Linked DNA regions of Zea mays: region 1 is linked to region 2. A link is a contact called in public Hi-C data. All regions are on one chromosome and are shown on one strand. The core of a region is the stretch at or near the end of the contact, and the rest is flanking DNA. Distances in the headings are between cores, read along the strand shown. Region 1 holds the start of LOC103627622 (inorganic pyrophosphatase TTM1). Region 2 holds the start of LOC100279805.

Region 1 (3,671 bases), core at 805-3,304, 200 kb after region 2:
CTTCCATCTGTTCCTTAAGTAAATTTGAGTTTCTCAGAGTCTTCATATAGAATTGTAGTTTTGTTTTGTTAGGCAATGCTACAACCAATAGCAGTATAACATGCTAGGGTGAGAGTAAATATGACAAGTCAGTTGAGATATAAAATCAGTTATTGGTTGAAATGAGTGGGGGTTCCCGCCAAGAAGATTATGTTTTACCTTCTAAGTATGGTAGTATCCATGCTGTTACTTTTCTCTAGTCCATGTTACTGAGAATCTGAAATCACTTTTTTTTTGGTACCTGTGATGCTTCCTAGCTTGTATTTGTAATCTGTATTGTCCTAAAGCATGTTTCGTTTTCGTTCCATGTAGAACCATAACTACGCAGTTGACCCAGAATCACTTCCAGAAGGAGCAGAAGTAACTCACGTCAATCTCAACGACAATAGTTGTGCTGGCCTTCAGTACGCCAAGATGAAGCTTGTGTCTCTCCAGTACCATCCTGAGTCTTCCCCAGGTCCGCATGATTCCGACACAGGTACATTTCTTTTGCTAGAATCTTCTGTTGATCCACCATGGTGTAGAACGTACTGCTATCTTAATGTGATTTAGCTGATGTCTCGATTCGTCTTTTGTGCTTTACAGCCTTCGGTGAGTTTATAGAGCTCATGAAGAGCAACAGATTGTGAGGGAGGGGAGTACTGGCAAAGGTCAACAATTGTCTTGGTGCTCTCTCGCAGCAAGCTCAAAAGAATTTGTTTCATTTTAGTGTTTTTCTTTGGGATGTTCATGTACTTGAATTTTGGGTCCAGAGGACATAGCATAAGATGCTCTGCAGCTGTACCATGAATTGAAGTAGTGAACTGGTTGAATTTCTTGAGAATAACATGTTATCAAATTGCACGGTACAGTATACTCAGATTATGCTCGCGAATTTCTGGCCGGCAAGTAAAGTGGTGAGCACCAGTAGACTAGTTAGTATAGAGATAAAGGATGGCCATGAAGGCTCGTCAGTGGATACTTCTGTTGTTCCAAGCTAATCAGATGTGCACAAGCACAACGTTGTTGCCAGCTTTTTAAATGACTGATGGAAAATCATCCAGCTTTTGTTGGCGACAAGGTTCGTGTAGATCGTTCGATGTGCATCTGATCTGGAAACTTTCTCGTTTATCCGTACTGCACCAGTAGATGCTCTGTCTGACCAGATTGACAGTGTGACGGGGAGGAAAGGGGTTTGGATTCTTTTTGTTGTTTTGTTGCCTTATTGGTATTTCTAATAATGTGGTCAGTACGTCTGTGTTCGAGGTTGAGATGCTCTGCTTTCCTTCCATTACCGTGTGTTTTCGGCAATTTGTTGTCGAAGGCACAGGATCTCTTATAAGAAAAGAAGAAAAAGATCACAAGACTTGAGAATTTGTACTTTCTCTTACAGCAATTTGCTAGATGTTTGGCCAGAGGTTGTGAGCACGTCACTTTCCTGGAAAGGCAAGCGAGAGTGCGAGAGAGAATCTGCCTTATAGGTTTGCCGTCTTGCCGAGCATTTTTGGGAGGTGTGACTCGGCTAGTCAAGTTGTATCGTATACGATATAGAGCACGGAATAATCGCGCTCCGCACTGCTTTTCAACCTGGTGTTCCAGGACGGGTTGTCCTCTTGTTCAATGTTCTTTACTTCTTTTTCTTCGTCCGTTGATTTTTTTCCAAGAAAAAAGAGCAAAAAGCACAATACAATTTCTAAGAAGAGCAAAAAGAGCCATACAAAAATCACCCAACTTGGCTAAACGAGAGTAAAGAATAGAGCCATAGCAACAACTATTCCTGAGAAGGCAATGCGCTATTGGTCGCGAGACCGGTTCTCATTCTACGTTTCCATCTCGTTTTACTCCATTGCCTCAGCTATATAACTGTTTGGTACAATTTTTTTTTCTAAAAACCTTTTATAAAAACTTGGATTCATGGATAATTTAACTGAGAATATGAATATCACGGGGTTATGTGTGTGTGGAGAAAGTTGAAGGATTCGTAGGGTTTAAGGTTTAGGAAGGGATGTTTTTTACTAACATGATGATTCGATCGATTCTGTATTTATGTTAATATAGATGATTTTTATTGAAGCGAATCTATAAAAACGTTTAACGGTTAGCTATAAAGCAGGACTCATATAAATTTTACACATACGCCTTTGGTAGCACATAGCACTAGTCACGTCCATGTCCATCCCGGCCCTTGGTAGCACTAACATCGAAGCATCCTCCTCCGTCCACGACCCACACCGCCGTGCTCAAATTCGGCCTTGCCAGCGCCGCCGAGCGTCCAGCGCCGACCCAAGCACGTGAGGAGTTGGACACCACCGAGAGGAACTCTCTGGTCCTGCTCGTGGTGGTCGTCGTCATCGCTTCCCGGGCCTGAGAACTGTGGTATTTCTCTTGTTCTGAACTCACCCCCTGCCTTTCCATAATTCCATCTCCGGTTCACCCCGCGTGATCTGTCTCGTGCGGCAAGGCGTACGCGTCCTTTCCCTCCCGCGGCAAGGCAACAGCCGCCGTCGCCCTAAGCCAGGTGCCCAGGTATTCGTCGGTCCCTTCGCCAGGCCTCCCTCGCTTGCCGCCAACGAGCACCCACTAGGTATCCGCAACCTCCCTCTCCCATTCATGCTGTGCGAAACCGATCACCCGATTCATGCTGTGCGAAACCCCATCCGAACCCTCGCTTAAGCTACTTGGCTATTTCGTATTCGGATCTGATCTAATTACGAGTGTATACACATGCTTACTAACTTACAACTTCATTTTTTTTGGCAAAAAATATTGGGCACCCACGTCCTTTACTGGGTCCGCCCCTTGTTCTTCGTTAGCGCTCAATTATTGTTCTGCACTTAATAGCTGGCGTTCTCACTGCATTGTAGAATATGCGCTAAAAGTAAACATCAAGTACAGAGTTACATGAAAGTATGTTACAAAAGTTAGATAAAGGAAAAGTGAAAGAAACAATGAAAAGGGGCTAGGAAGTAGGAAGTACAATATAATTGGATTCGGCAGTTCGGTTCGGTGACACCGACCTTGAAGCCAATCAGTCTATGTTTTGAGCCTCTTAGGGAACCCTGAATTCACATAGCTCTATTATATCTTTAATTTTCTATTTCCATCTGTTGTGCAGACTGTAGACTACAATTGCATCCTGAAGAATAAAATGGACCAACATGATTCCATGGCTGACTCACCAAGGAGGCGGCACAACCTTTTGCGTGACAAGGTCCAATTGGTGAAAAGGAAAGATTCAGATCGCTATGAGATCGTCCGCTTCCATGATCCACTGTCTTTTGAGAAAGGCTTCTTTGTTGTGATCCGTGCTTGCCAGCTTTTGGCACAGCACAATGACGGGATAATATTTGTTGGTGTTGCTGGCCCCTCTGGTGCTGGGAAGACTGTGTTCACTGAGAAGGTGGTCAATTTCATGCCTGATGTTGCTGTGATATCAATGGACAACTATAATGACGCAACTCGCATAGTCGATGGCAATTTTGATGGTAATTCTAATCACCAAGCACTTTGCATATTGTCTTATAGTTTCTTTAATCCGTATAACCAAGTTCCCGGATCGACGGGTCGAGGAACGGAAATGCGGTACGTGGTGCGCCACTAAACAAGGATTTTAATACCATGGGGACGATATTGTTCCTGCGTTCCCGGAATGG
Region 2 (3,646 bases), core at 311-2,810:
CAGTCAGTGATATTAACAATGCCCATACCATTTAAAAATAAAAAAGACCAACATTTGCGACAAAAGAATGGAGCAACCTTAGCCAGAAATATTTTTAGCTGTGGAAAATGAACAGAACATTGTGATGCTTCAAAACAAAGAGTTGTTACCTTCTGGGAGTAAATAGCCTTTGCTTAGTGCAGGACGTTCATAAGGAGCAACCTGGCGAGAATACAGGAAAAAAATTGTAACTAGCTAGCAAAGCACGTGTCTGAATAAAAAAAAACATAGAACAGAGAACTAGAGAGTACTCTGATTCTGAAGTAAGTTTTGCGAGCAAAAGAACATGTTCTCGATGACCAGAGTTTACACATCTGATATTGCAAAAACAGAAAATTGCACATTGTGTTTTGTTTACCAACAAAAAAAAACATGTACTCCCTCCATTATTTTTTATTTGTCGCGTTTTAGTTCAAAAATGAACTAGCAGATGACAAATATTAGAGAACAAAGGTAGTATGTCGTAGTCAAAAGATTATGTAGAGCCTATGGTATTGCATTTTGGTTGATGGAAAATGCTGAAACACCTTTTTCGTACTGTTGCAATAGTTCATCATATAGCATCCACACCTAAAAATTGGATTACATGCCTTCTCCGGCCAAAAAAACATCGTTTTCTTGGTTGCCTACTTGTCAGCCTTCGTATAGTCTAAAAAGAACATCATTCAGGATGTTCGTTGATACTCATCATTGATGTGAGACCATAAGACCACGGAACAGCTAAGTGAAAAGGTGCATAATCCTTTCTGTTGCATGTAGAAAAGGTACGCACCAAAAATATCTTTGGAATTTGGAACGAACATTTATTCCCCGATGATATACTAGTAAAAAGATGGTCCAAGTCCAATCCTGGAGAGTACAAATGACTTTGGCACTAATACCTCACCGATTAAATCTCACTATAAAACTGCAGATTAACAATGACCCCCCAAATTGCTCCTTTAAAGCTAAGTTCAAAGGTTGCTTCCCCTGCCTATCGCAGTCTCTACTTGATCAGACATATACGTTATCTCGATAATAATCCTATCAGAGCTCAAAGAGAAATAGAATAAGGAATCCAAGCTCCCGAAGCATCGCCGGCACTGGTCCTATCAGTGTAATTTTTAGCAGGAAGGGAGACGGGAATACTAAAAAAATCCAGACTCAAAGAAACGGGGAAAAGAAAAAGGAAGCAGAGCTTACGGCCTCTTCGGAGATGATGCAGAGCTCTCCGCGGGAGTACCCACCGCGGCGGGCGAACTCGAGCGCGGCGTAGCCCGCGGCCACGCCGCCGCCCAGGATCACGTACACGAACGCGCGCCCCATCCGCCCCCTTTCTTGCTGCCTTCTAGATGCGGGCCATGACTAGTAGTACTCGAAGGTCTCTGACCTGACCTCGTCGGTGCGAGGGAGAATGAGATGACGGCGCGTTGCCTTGCCTTGCCTTGCCTTGCCTTGCTGCCTCTCCTCCTCATCTTGCTGCGGCCATGCGGGTCCCACCCCGTTATCGTTTTCGCCTCACGATGCAGAGTCGTGATTGATGTGGATTTTTTTGGCTATTTTTACTTTAGTTTTCTGTGGAAGGGAGGATGCTTGCAGATTTGTTGTCATCAATCATCTCCATTTGTTTGGTGCAAGGACGTGGAAAGCAGATACGGAAGATTTTGATCGGTAGTAAAAAAAATCATTCCATTTCATTATATTGCTGGTAATCGAAAAACTGGATTTTTTCAAATCAAAGATCTAAATCATTTTGCATCTATTCTTGTGTTAGAAAAAATATGTTATAACTTTATCATCATTATTATATATGTAGTTTTTACCAATAAAGTTAGAGGCAATTGTGACTTTATCATCATCATTATTATACCTTGTAATTATGATTTTACACTTCGTTTTTAACTTTGTGATTTTATCTCTCTGTTTAAAAGACGTGACGTAGAAGTCGTTTGCCCCTCTCTATTAACGGGGTTAGTAAAAATCAGAATTAGTAATTAAAAATAAAAACTAAGAGGTAAAATCAAAATATAAAGGTGAGAGAAGTGTATAATCACAATTAATCCCGAAAAAATGTTGAAAGTTTCAGGATTAATTGTGATTATACCATTCTCTCACCTTACAATTGTGATTTTACCCTTCATTTTTATTTTGTAATCACTAATTTCAATCTTCACTAACGGTGTTAAGAGGGAGGGGCAAACGACGAGTTAGTCTTCAAACATAGGGGTAAAATCATAATTGCAATGTTAGAGAAGAGTATAATCACAATTGCCCCTTAAAGTTATTATCTTATTTGATCTCTAACCTAATAAAATAATTATAAAAATCATAAAATATTTTTCTAGGCTAAATTATAACTGCTAATCAACAAAATTTTAAGCTAAAAACTCGGTTTGTACATAAAGAAATAAAATATACCAAATTTATTAAGGGATAAATTCAACCAATTCAAAGGAGTGAAGAGGTATAATAAACTAAAAATACTTTAGAGGATTGTGTGAACATTGCACATAGGTGAGGGGAGTAATCTAGACTATTTCCCTAGGAATTTGAATAAATTCCTCCAACTTATTGAATTATTGCCTTTTTATATAGATTATACATTTAGAAATACTTTCTTAAAATAAATGTAGTGGAAAAAATAAAATTATGATTGTGCACTGCATGCTAGATCATTATTTTGTTTGTTTGAATTCGAATATGGATTTCAAACAATTAAATTTGACTTGAAATTGAAACTAAAAATGGAAAAAGGAGAAACTTCACTTACCTGTGGGCCACTGCTGCGACCCAGTACTTCCTCCCCCCACCTCCGCTCGCTAGCTGGGCCAACAGTCGGCCCAGGTCGTGTTAGCTGCCCCGTTTGCTGCAAACGGTGAGTGCATTTCCTACCTAGGAAGGTGCCTTATTCGTGCGTGCTTGCCACAATTTTTGTCAAGTGGGCCCTAGAGTTAGCTTTGTCTTCAACCTTGCAACCGCCTCAAACCTTGCAATATAGTCCTGCCCGGACTCTCCTTACCTCGCGTCGTTGTTCCCCGCCCTAGACATTCGGCCCCGTGTGTCTATGTACCAGTTGTAGCATCATAGGTGACTCCCTCGCCCCATCAAACAAACAATCGAGAGAACCGAGCGCCATAGCTGTGGGAGATCGCTGTCAAGACCCACCGAGACCATAACCGTGTTTAGAGAGGGATTGAGAGAGTTCGCCAGAGCTCGTGGAACCTACGGATAGACTTAATCGAGGGCAATAACAATCGAGATCATGAGGATTTTTACCAAGTTCAGCAGTTGTCGCCAAGTTGTGTAACGATGTGGCCAGCACTTGTCATCACTCTAATAGCTAGTAATGATATCCATGTTGATTCGTTATTCTCTCTGGATTGTTTTGCACCTCAGCGTACCCCCAAGCCGCACATTAGAGCATTGGGAACACCTTATTCTGGTGATGTGTGTAGCACAGGTGGAGGCAACGGGGTCACACATGGTGCAGGCGGAGGCGACTAGGCAGCACATAGCGTGGAAGAGGTCAAGAAAAGAGGAGGTACGTCGACGTAATCAACATCAAGGAGGGAATTAAGGTCAAGAGGCAGTGAGGAGCTAGCACCATTGAGTCGTTTGGTAGGCTGAT

The links. A called contact is a pair of places that touch in the nucleus more often than the background predicts.
Region 1: a Hi-C map of ear shows a contact between it and region 2, with 2.3 times the contacts expected there. The contact joins the promoter of LOC103627622 here to the promoter of LOC100279805 in region 2. A contact is called at or near these places in 5 of 25 Hi-C or Micro-C datasets (bundle sheath, ear, endosperm and 2 more).

What each region holds. Positions count from the first base shown.
Region 1 is chr5:209,561,970-209,565,640 of Zm-B73-REFERENCE-NAM-5.0, forward strand. It overlaps LOC103627622 (inorganic pyrophosphatase TTM1), which reads left to right and starts at 2,055. Exons shown (of 14, transcript XR_004849688.1): 1 at 2,055-2,394; 2 at 2,480-2,544; 3 at 3,134-3,503. LOC100273931 (carbamoyl-phosphate synthase small chain) reads left to right here. Exons shown (of 11, transcript NM_001148323.1): 10 at 352-517; 11 at 625-886. The coding sequence ends at 668.
Region 2 is chr5:209,363,536-209,367,181 of Zm-B73-REFERENCE-NAM-5.0, forward strand. LOC100279805 reads right to left here and starts at 1,561. Exons shown (of 7, transcript NM_001152761.1): 1 at 1,222-1,561; 2 at 150-201. The coding sequence starts at 1,344.